Linked DNA regions of Mus musculus: region 1 is linked to region 2. Evidence: chromatin contacts called from public HiChIP or PLAC-seq data. All regions are on one chromosome and are shown on one strand. Each heading gives the region's core, a stretch centred on a gene start, on an enhancer-like site or on the middle of the called end of the contact. The rest is flanking DNA. Distances are from core to core; before and after follow the strand shown.

Region 1 (3,302 bases), core at 713-3,212, 250 kb before region 2:
CTTCAGTTTGTGGGCCATCAAATCTCCTAAGGAATCCTCCCTCCTGAGGGTCAGGGATGCAGGGAACCAGCGCAGGGCAGCCCTGCTCCCTGGTGCTCACCTCCGAGCTGCCTTCCCGGTCAGTGCAGACAGAAGAGACGCGTGCATACAGAGCATCCATCTCCAAACCGAGGCTGACCCACAGGTCACGGCACACATGCATGAAGGCGTGGACCTGGCTTCCCACCCCACTTGTCCTTTGGCCCACCTTGTCCCAAGATCATGTTTACCTCCCTTGCTAGTGCTCTGAGGCCTGTAACACTCTTCCAACAAGAGAAGCGGCCAGGGCACCCTTATGTCCTTGGCACCCTGCCTAGTAATACCTCCCCATATCCATCCCCAGACACTAAACTGGAAACTCTGTGTTCTCAGTGCTGAGCCCTGGAGGGTGGTGCATGGGTGGACACATATAGGGACCGGAGTCATGTTTACCTTGTGGGAGAGGTGGTCCCAATCTTTACCTCCTAAGGCAAAAGATGAACAAACTAGGGAAAAGATTGGGGCAGCATTTCTGGGAGAGAGACATGCATGTGTGTCAGTCCTGAGAGGCAGGCTGCACTTGGCAAGTTTATTCAGCTCTCAACCCCTTCAGGGACTCACTCCTTACCACCTCAGAAGACTCACAAGCTATGGATCTGAAGAACTTATGCCCGGACCAGGGAGATAGCTCGGCAGATAAAGGCACCTGCCACCAAGCCTCAGTTTGATCCCTAGGACCACGTGGTCAAAGGAGAGAACTGACTCTAGAGGCTTGTCTTCTGACCCTGCGCATGCAAGTCCCCACAGGACTCAGTCCTCAGCACCCCTGGGAACTGGGTAGTCACTACACCCGGTGACTTTGTCCTCAGCACTTCAACTTTGCAGGAGTATAAAGGGCAAGGAGAAAGCCACCAGGCGAGGCTAGACGTTTACAGTAGCCAGGTCAAGGAAGGTTTCTTGGACTTCGACAAAAGCTCTGGAGAGTCATGGAAGAAATTTAAACAGTAGAGGGCAGGCTCAGATCCACTAGGACCTGGGACCACCAAACCCTCTGTGTACCTAAACTTTAGGTCCTAAAGGCTCATGCTCTCTCTCCTTATACCACTAGCTTGAGAAAGAGGCTGGCAAGGGGATGGATATTGGAGCCAGGTTAAGGGTGTCTATGTGCTAACCTGAACACTCAGTTCCCAGAGCTGGGTCTGGAAGGCCTAGTGAGAGGACTGCATAAAAGCAGAGGGAGCAGCCACCCACACAGCCCACACCTGGAGGCCTGGTGCCTCCGTGGGAAGTTAGTTTCACTCTCTACCTCGCCCTTGCCTCCTCCCTGGAGATTAAGTGCTGGCCTCTGCCCCAGGTGACCATTTTGGTTGACAAAAGGGGACATAGTGCTTTCTAAAAGGTACCCCAAGAACACACACATCTTACCTTCTGGACTACACCTAGGCTCCAGGTCCAGTCTGCCTGGAGCAGGATCCAGAAAGTGTGGCACACAGCTACACAGGCCAGTCTAACCTGGTGCCCATAGTCCCTCCCCGTCAGTGGAAGTCACAGGTCTGAGTGTCCCACCACAGCATCTCTGTTCTCACCTTACATAGGTAAGTCTGGCAGAAAAACCCTACATCACATACCTATAGGATCCCAGTTCCTGGGATCTTCAGAATTCCAGAATAGGACTAGAAAGCTATTTCATCAATCGTGCCTCTTCCTTAGCCTGCCCCATAGTCAAGGATCCAACTCTAGCCAGCGTGCTCCCTGAGATGGCAGGTTGTTGGGAACTGCCCGCCACCAAGCCTTCAGGGAAGGATGACAGCTGTAGAGGCTGCAGGCATGTACCCTCAGAACCGAGGCTCACCTGCATGCTGGTGGCTGGTCCCTCGGTCAATGTGGGGCTCTGGATGCTGGCTGGCACTGGCAGGTGTGAGAGTGCCTGCGGGCTCCCGGTTGTTACCTGACTTCCTTGTGGATTTGCCCCGCCTACTCCTCTGATTGCTTGCCCAAGTATGCTGGGGAGGAGCCAGCAGCAAGCCCGCCAAGAAAATCCCTTCCAGTGTCCCGCCACCCCAACACCTTCTTCTCAAGGGTAAGGTGGAGCCCTCTCCTGGGTTTTCTATTCTCTTCCCTGCAGGGATGCCCTGGCTGCAAGGTAGAGTCCGTCTCACACACACACACACACACACACACACACACACACACACACACACACACACCCCGCTTCGAGAGAAAATGGCGACATGGACGGCCTTAATAGATAGGTACTCAGTACCACCTGTCCTTGAGACATCTGCAGAGTCCATTCCTGACCTTCCAAATGTACTGTCGACTCCACAGAGGAGAAAGAGGCAAAGGGATAGCAAGACAGAGTCCCAAAGGAACGGACTTCTCATTCCTGGGCTCCTGTGATGTCCTGAAGCCGGGGATCCTGAGACTGAGCCCTGCTGTGCAGCTGCACTGACAGCTGCTGCCGGAGAAGGCTATGGGCAGAATTAGAGTAACCAATGTGTGGGAGCAGCCTGAGGATGCTGAGGCTAGCAGGGGCAGGATGGTCTTCCTCAGGAAGGGCACATAGGGGCCCAATCTGAAAAGCACTGTGAAGCTGAAGATGCAGGAACAGGGTTGATAAGTCAGGGCAGGATCTCTAAAAGTATCTATCACAGGGTGGCTGGCAGCCAGGACACACCCAATGTCACCTGCTCAACACTGTGTCACTCTGTAACACTGTATATGACGTTCCTACAGTTCAGGCATTGACTTGGCATAGACTTGCTCAGGATTCTCAGATAAATGGCAGGCCTCTCCTTCAGCTTCAGGGCCCTAGAAGGCTCTAGGATTGAACTATAGCAGGTCGGGGGTGGGGGGGTGGGAAGAGGGGGAAATATCAAACTAGAGAGGGAAGAAGGGAAAGAGAGAGCCAGCAGTGTAACTATGTCTTAGTTGTCACCTGTCACCGTTCTATTTCTGTGAAGAGACACCATAACCAAGGCAACTCTTTTTTTTTTTTTAAAGATTTATTTGTTATATGTAAAGACACTGTCTTCAGGCACACCAGAAGAGGGCATCAGATCTCATTACAGATGGCTGTGAGCCACTATGTGGTTTGCTGGGATTTGAACTCAGAACCTTTGGAAGAGCAATCAGTACTCTTAATCACTGAGCCATCTCTCCAGCCCTCCAAGGCAACTCTTTCATAAAAGAAAGTATTTAACTGGGGGCTTGCTTACAGCTTTAGAGGTTTAGTCCATTATCATTATGGCAGGAAGCATGGCACTGGTACAGTACGTGAGAGC
Region 2 (3,675 bases), core at 230-2,729:
ACTGTCCTGCATTCCAAATTGCTAGTGAGTCAAATCCTGACAAGGATCACCTGAATCCTCAACGTACTGTGCCGAGACTGAGGTGAAGAGACTGTGCCCCTCAACTAATCCACCACCTACCCAGACTTGGCCTCAGGTCTCAGAGGCTCCAGCCCCTCAGCTCAGACAAGCCCTACAGGACCCAGTCTTTCCAGCAGTCTTCTCTCCAAGATGGTTGGCGCCACCCTTAGGGAGTCTCCAGAACCTGTATCTGCTTCATCTAACCCTCCTAGCCCTTCCCCATCTGCCTACACTTACTGTGGCTTCCACAGAGCTGAGGCGGCTCCAGACCAAGCAGCCTCCCCTGCCCAGGAGCTCTGGACTCCTCACTCCCATGTGCTTGGGGCCCCAGCTGAACAACTGGCTCAGGCCTCTGAGTTCTTGGAAGTTGTCCCTTCTTCTCTCAAGGGCCTTCTACCACCTCTAGGTCCTTTTTAAAAAGTAGAGAGCTGGGTGTGGTAACATACACATTTAATTACAGAAAGCAGAAAGCAGAGGCAGGAGGGAGATCTATGTGAATTAGAAGTAGGTCGACACAGCAAGTTCCAGTCCAGCCAGGGTTACAGAGTTAAAAAAAACAAAAACAAACAAACAAACAAACAAACAAACAAGAAAAAAACTGTCAAAAATCTTTACTTTTAAATATTTTTTAGATTTTCTTGCTTTTACTTTATGTGTATGAATGTTTGCCTGTACATGTCCTACATGTATGTACACCATATACACCACATGTGTGCCGTGCCCACAAAGGCCAGACAGATTCTCTGGAACTGGAGTTATAGATAGTTGTGGGTCCTGGAACCCCAACCCTGGTCCTCTGCAGCAATAACCATCCCTAAAGGCTGAGACAGCTTTCCTTATTAATTCTGTGAGGCACAATCTCACATAGCACACGCCTCATACTTTTGATGTGGCTGATGGATGGCCTCGAAGGCTTCTAGGCAGGCACCCAGTTTAATGTGTTGCTGGGGATAGAGGGGAAACATTCTGCCAACAGAGCTAAGTCCTGAACCCTCAGAACCTTTCAAAGAGAATAGCAGAGGACCACCCATCACAGGCACCTAGTGAAGAGATGGAAGTGTTACAGCCCCAGGGCGAGTTAGCTTGGGACCTTCCCTAACTACTTACTCTTCCCTCTTTGGATGTCACTATCCGGGGCCTGCAAATGAGAGATAACAAACAAGAACCATGCAGCAAGCACTATCTCTAGCATTGGGTGACCTCACTCTGGTCTAGACTAAAGAATGAGACACAAAGAACCCAGGTCACCTAGGCTGGGGTTCAAGTGCAACTTTCCTAATTATAATACAACTCTCCCTGATCCCTACCCAGCAAGTCAGCAGGAATGGGAAAGGTTTGCCCTACCTGTGGGAACCCAGCTGAAGAGGGTCTGTCCATAGGTTGGGTAGATTTGCCCTGGACAAGAACGAAGAATGAACTTAAAACCCCCAAACCTAGAGTTGGTTTCTAAGCTACTTAGCCAATAAGCTCTTCGTGTGTGGGACTGCTGTGACTACTGCTCTGTGCCTAGCTCCACCACCAACAAATATTTCCATGAACAAGGCCCATCTCTGTCTGGGGACAAGCATGTCTTTGTGATCTGCCAACCTCCTGACCACCCACAGCAGGCCATTCAAACACAGGGCTTCCTATACCACTCAGAAGAGGCTTTCCCGTCTTTCTTAGAAAAAGATATAAAATAGTTGACTTCTCAAGGTAATTGGAGGAATGACAGAGAAGCTGAGATGTCCCTTCTACCTGGGTGACCCAGCACAAGATGCACACTTAACCTGGGGACAGTGATGCTTAGCCAAAGTGGCTAAATCTCTGTGCAAATCCCATGAAGGGACCCTGGACATGGGTGAATGCCGAGAAAATGCTTTTTGTGTGGAGAAGCAGAAAGGATCTACCCTGGCCCTGAATGTTCCCCTGGGAGTATTGAATGCAACATGACAGGCAAAACTGTCAAGTGTCAGAGAGAAAGCATGGAGAAGATCTGTAGCCAAATAACTTGTGCTCAAACAAGAAGACGTGAATTTGAGTTCAAAGAGACAATGTGTGTGTGCTGCTATGGGGCATGGAGCAGAGAGGAGTGATGGCCAAGCTATACAGCTCTGAGCATACAAAGCCTAAGAGTCGCTTGCCAGGCATGGTGATTCGTGCCTGTCATGTTATCGTTTGGAATGCTGAAGCAGGAGGATTACCATGAGTTTGAGGCCAGAGCAGGCTTATAGTGCTACCCTGCCCCAAAGAACAACCAAAACTTCTTTTGTTGATCACCACTCCCCAAAGTGCTGTCAAGAGACACATTGCACACTGAGTGGTCTTAAGTGCACACCTCACTGTGGATGGTATTAGGGGCACAGCTGCTTAAGAACTTTCTTCAGGGTTTGAGGTACAGGCGAGTAGCAGGGGAACAGGGAGAAGCACGGGGTCGAGTTCAAGGAGGATCTTTGGATACTTGGTTAGGACTCAGCATCCCTAAGGTGAGTTTCAAAACTCAGAGAGCCCTGCTAGGCTTTCCACCTACAGGTCCTGAGCAAGAACTTTCTGAGGGGTCAGAGAGATGGTTCAGTGGTTAAGAGAACTGGTCTCTCCTCTAAAGAAGCCGGGTTCAGTTTCCAGCACCCTTGCGGCAGCTCACAACTGCCTTAAAATTAAATAATATAATATACAAAAATCTTTCTGTAACTTCCCAAATAAGGCATTTGAAACCTCATCTTCCTGCTTTGAGTGCAACAGTGGTGTGTATGTGTGTGTGTGTGTGTGTGTGTGTGTGTGTGTGTGTGTGTATACATGCTTACATGCCTGAGTGCAAGAAGAGTCAGAGACCAGAGGTCAACACTGATTTCTTCTCTCTCTACATTGGGAAGAGCGGGGGGGGGGGGGGGTAGCAGTGGAGATTGAACCTAGAACCTTCTATATGCTAAGTGTCCTGCTTAGTCTTTTTGTCAGCTTTACTTGAACTAGATTCATTTGGGAAGAGAAAACACTAATTGTGGAAGTGGTCCACCAGATTTGCATGTGGACAAGCCAGGCAGTGGTGGTGGCACATGCCTTTATTCCCAGCACTGGAGAGGCAGAGGCAGGTGGATTTCTGAGTTCGAGACCAGCCTGGTCTACAGAGTGAGTTCCAGGACAGACAGGGCTACACAGAGAAAGCCTGTCTTGAAAACAAACAAACAAACAAACAAACAAACAAACAAATAGAAATATTTGCCTGTGGGCAAGCCTGTGAGACATTTTCTTAATTAATGATGGATGTGGGAGGTGCCGTCTCTGTACACATGGTTCTGAGTTGTATAAGAAAGCAGGCTCATAGCATTTGGAATACAGGTCTCTCTTAGCTTGAGGCTAGCCTGCTCTACACAGAGAGTTCCAGGACAGCCAGGATTGTATAGACAGATCAGATCTGTCTAAACTCTGTGTGTGTGTGTGTGTGTGTGTGTGTGTGTGTGTGTGTGTGTGTGTTAGAGAGATGGCTCAGTGGTTAAGAGCATTTGTTACTCTTACAGAGGACCCAGGTTTGATTTCCAGTACCCAGAAGATGGCTTTCAACTACCTGCAACCCCAGTTTCAAGGAGTGCATCAGACATAGACATGGTGCACATATATGCATGTAGGCAAAATATTCAC

Evidence for each region. HiChIP or PLAC-seq counts read pairs in DNA pulled down with a chosen protein or histone mark.
Region 1: an HNF4G HiChIP or PLAC-seq map of pancreatic cancer cells shows a contact between it and region 2. The contact joins the promoter of Ano9 here to the promoter of B230206H07Rik in region 2. A contact is called at or near these places in 2 of 39 promoter capture datasets (liver and pre-B cells), 2 of 484 Hi-C or Micro-C datasets (B cells and cortical neurons), 3 of 115 datasets of contacts at active chromatin or transcription factors (embryonic stem cells, extraembryonic endoderm stem cells and pancreatic cancer cells) and 5 of 9 other capture datasets (adipose tissue, embryonic stem cells, liver and 2 more).

What each region holds. Positions count from the first base shown.
Region 1 is chr7:141,115,844-141,119,145 of GRCm38.p6, forward strand. It overlaps Ano9 (anoctamin 9), which reads right to left and starts at 1,963. Exons shown (of 24, transcript NM_178381.3): 1 at 1,871-1,963. The coding sequence starts at 1,876.
Region 2 is chr7:141,363,631-141,367,305 of GRCm38.p6, forward strand. It overlaps B230206H07Rik (RIKEN cDNA B230206H07 gene), which reads right to left and starts at 1,480. Exons shown (of 2, transcript NR_033532.1): 1 at 1,405-1,480.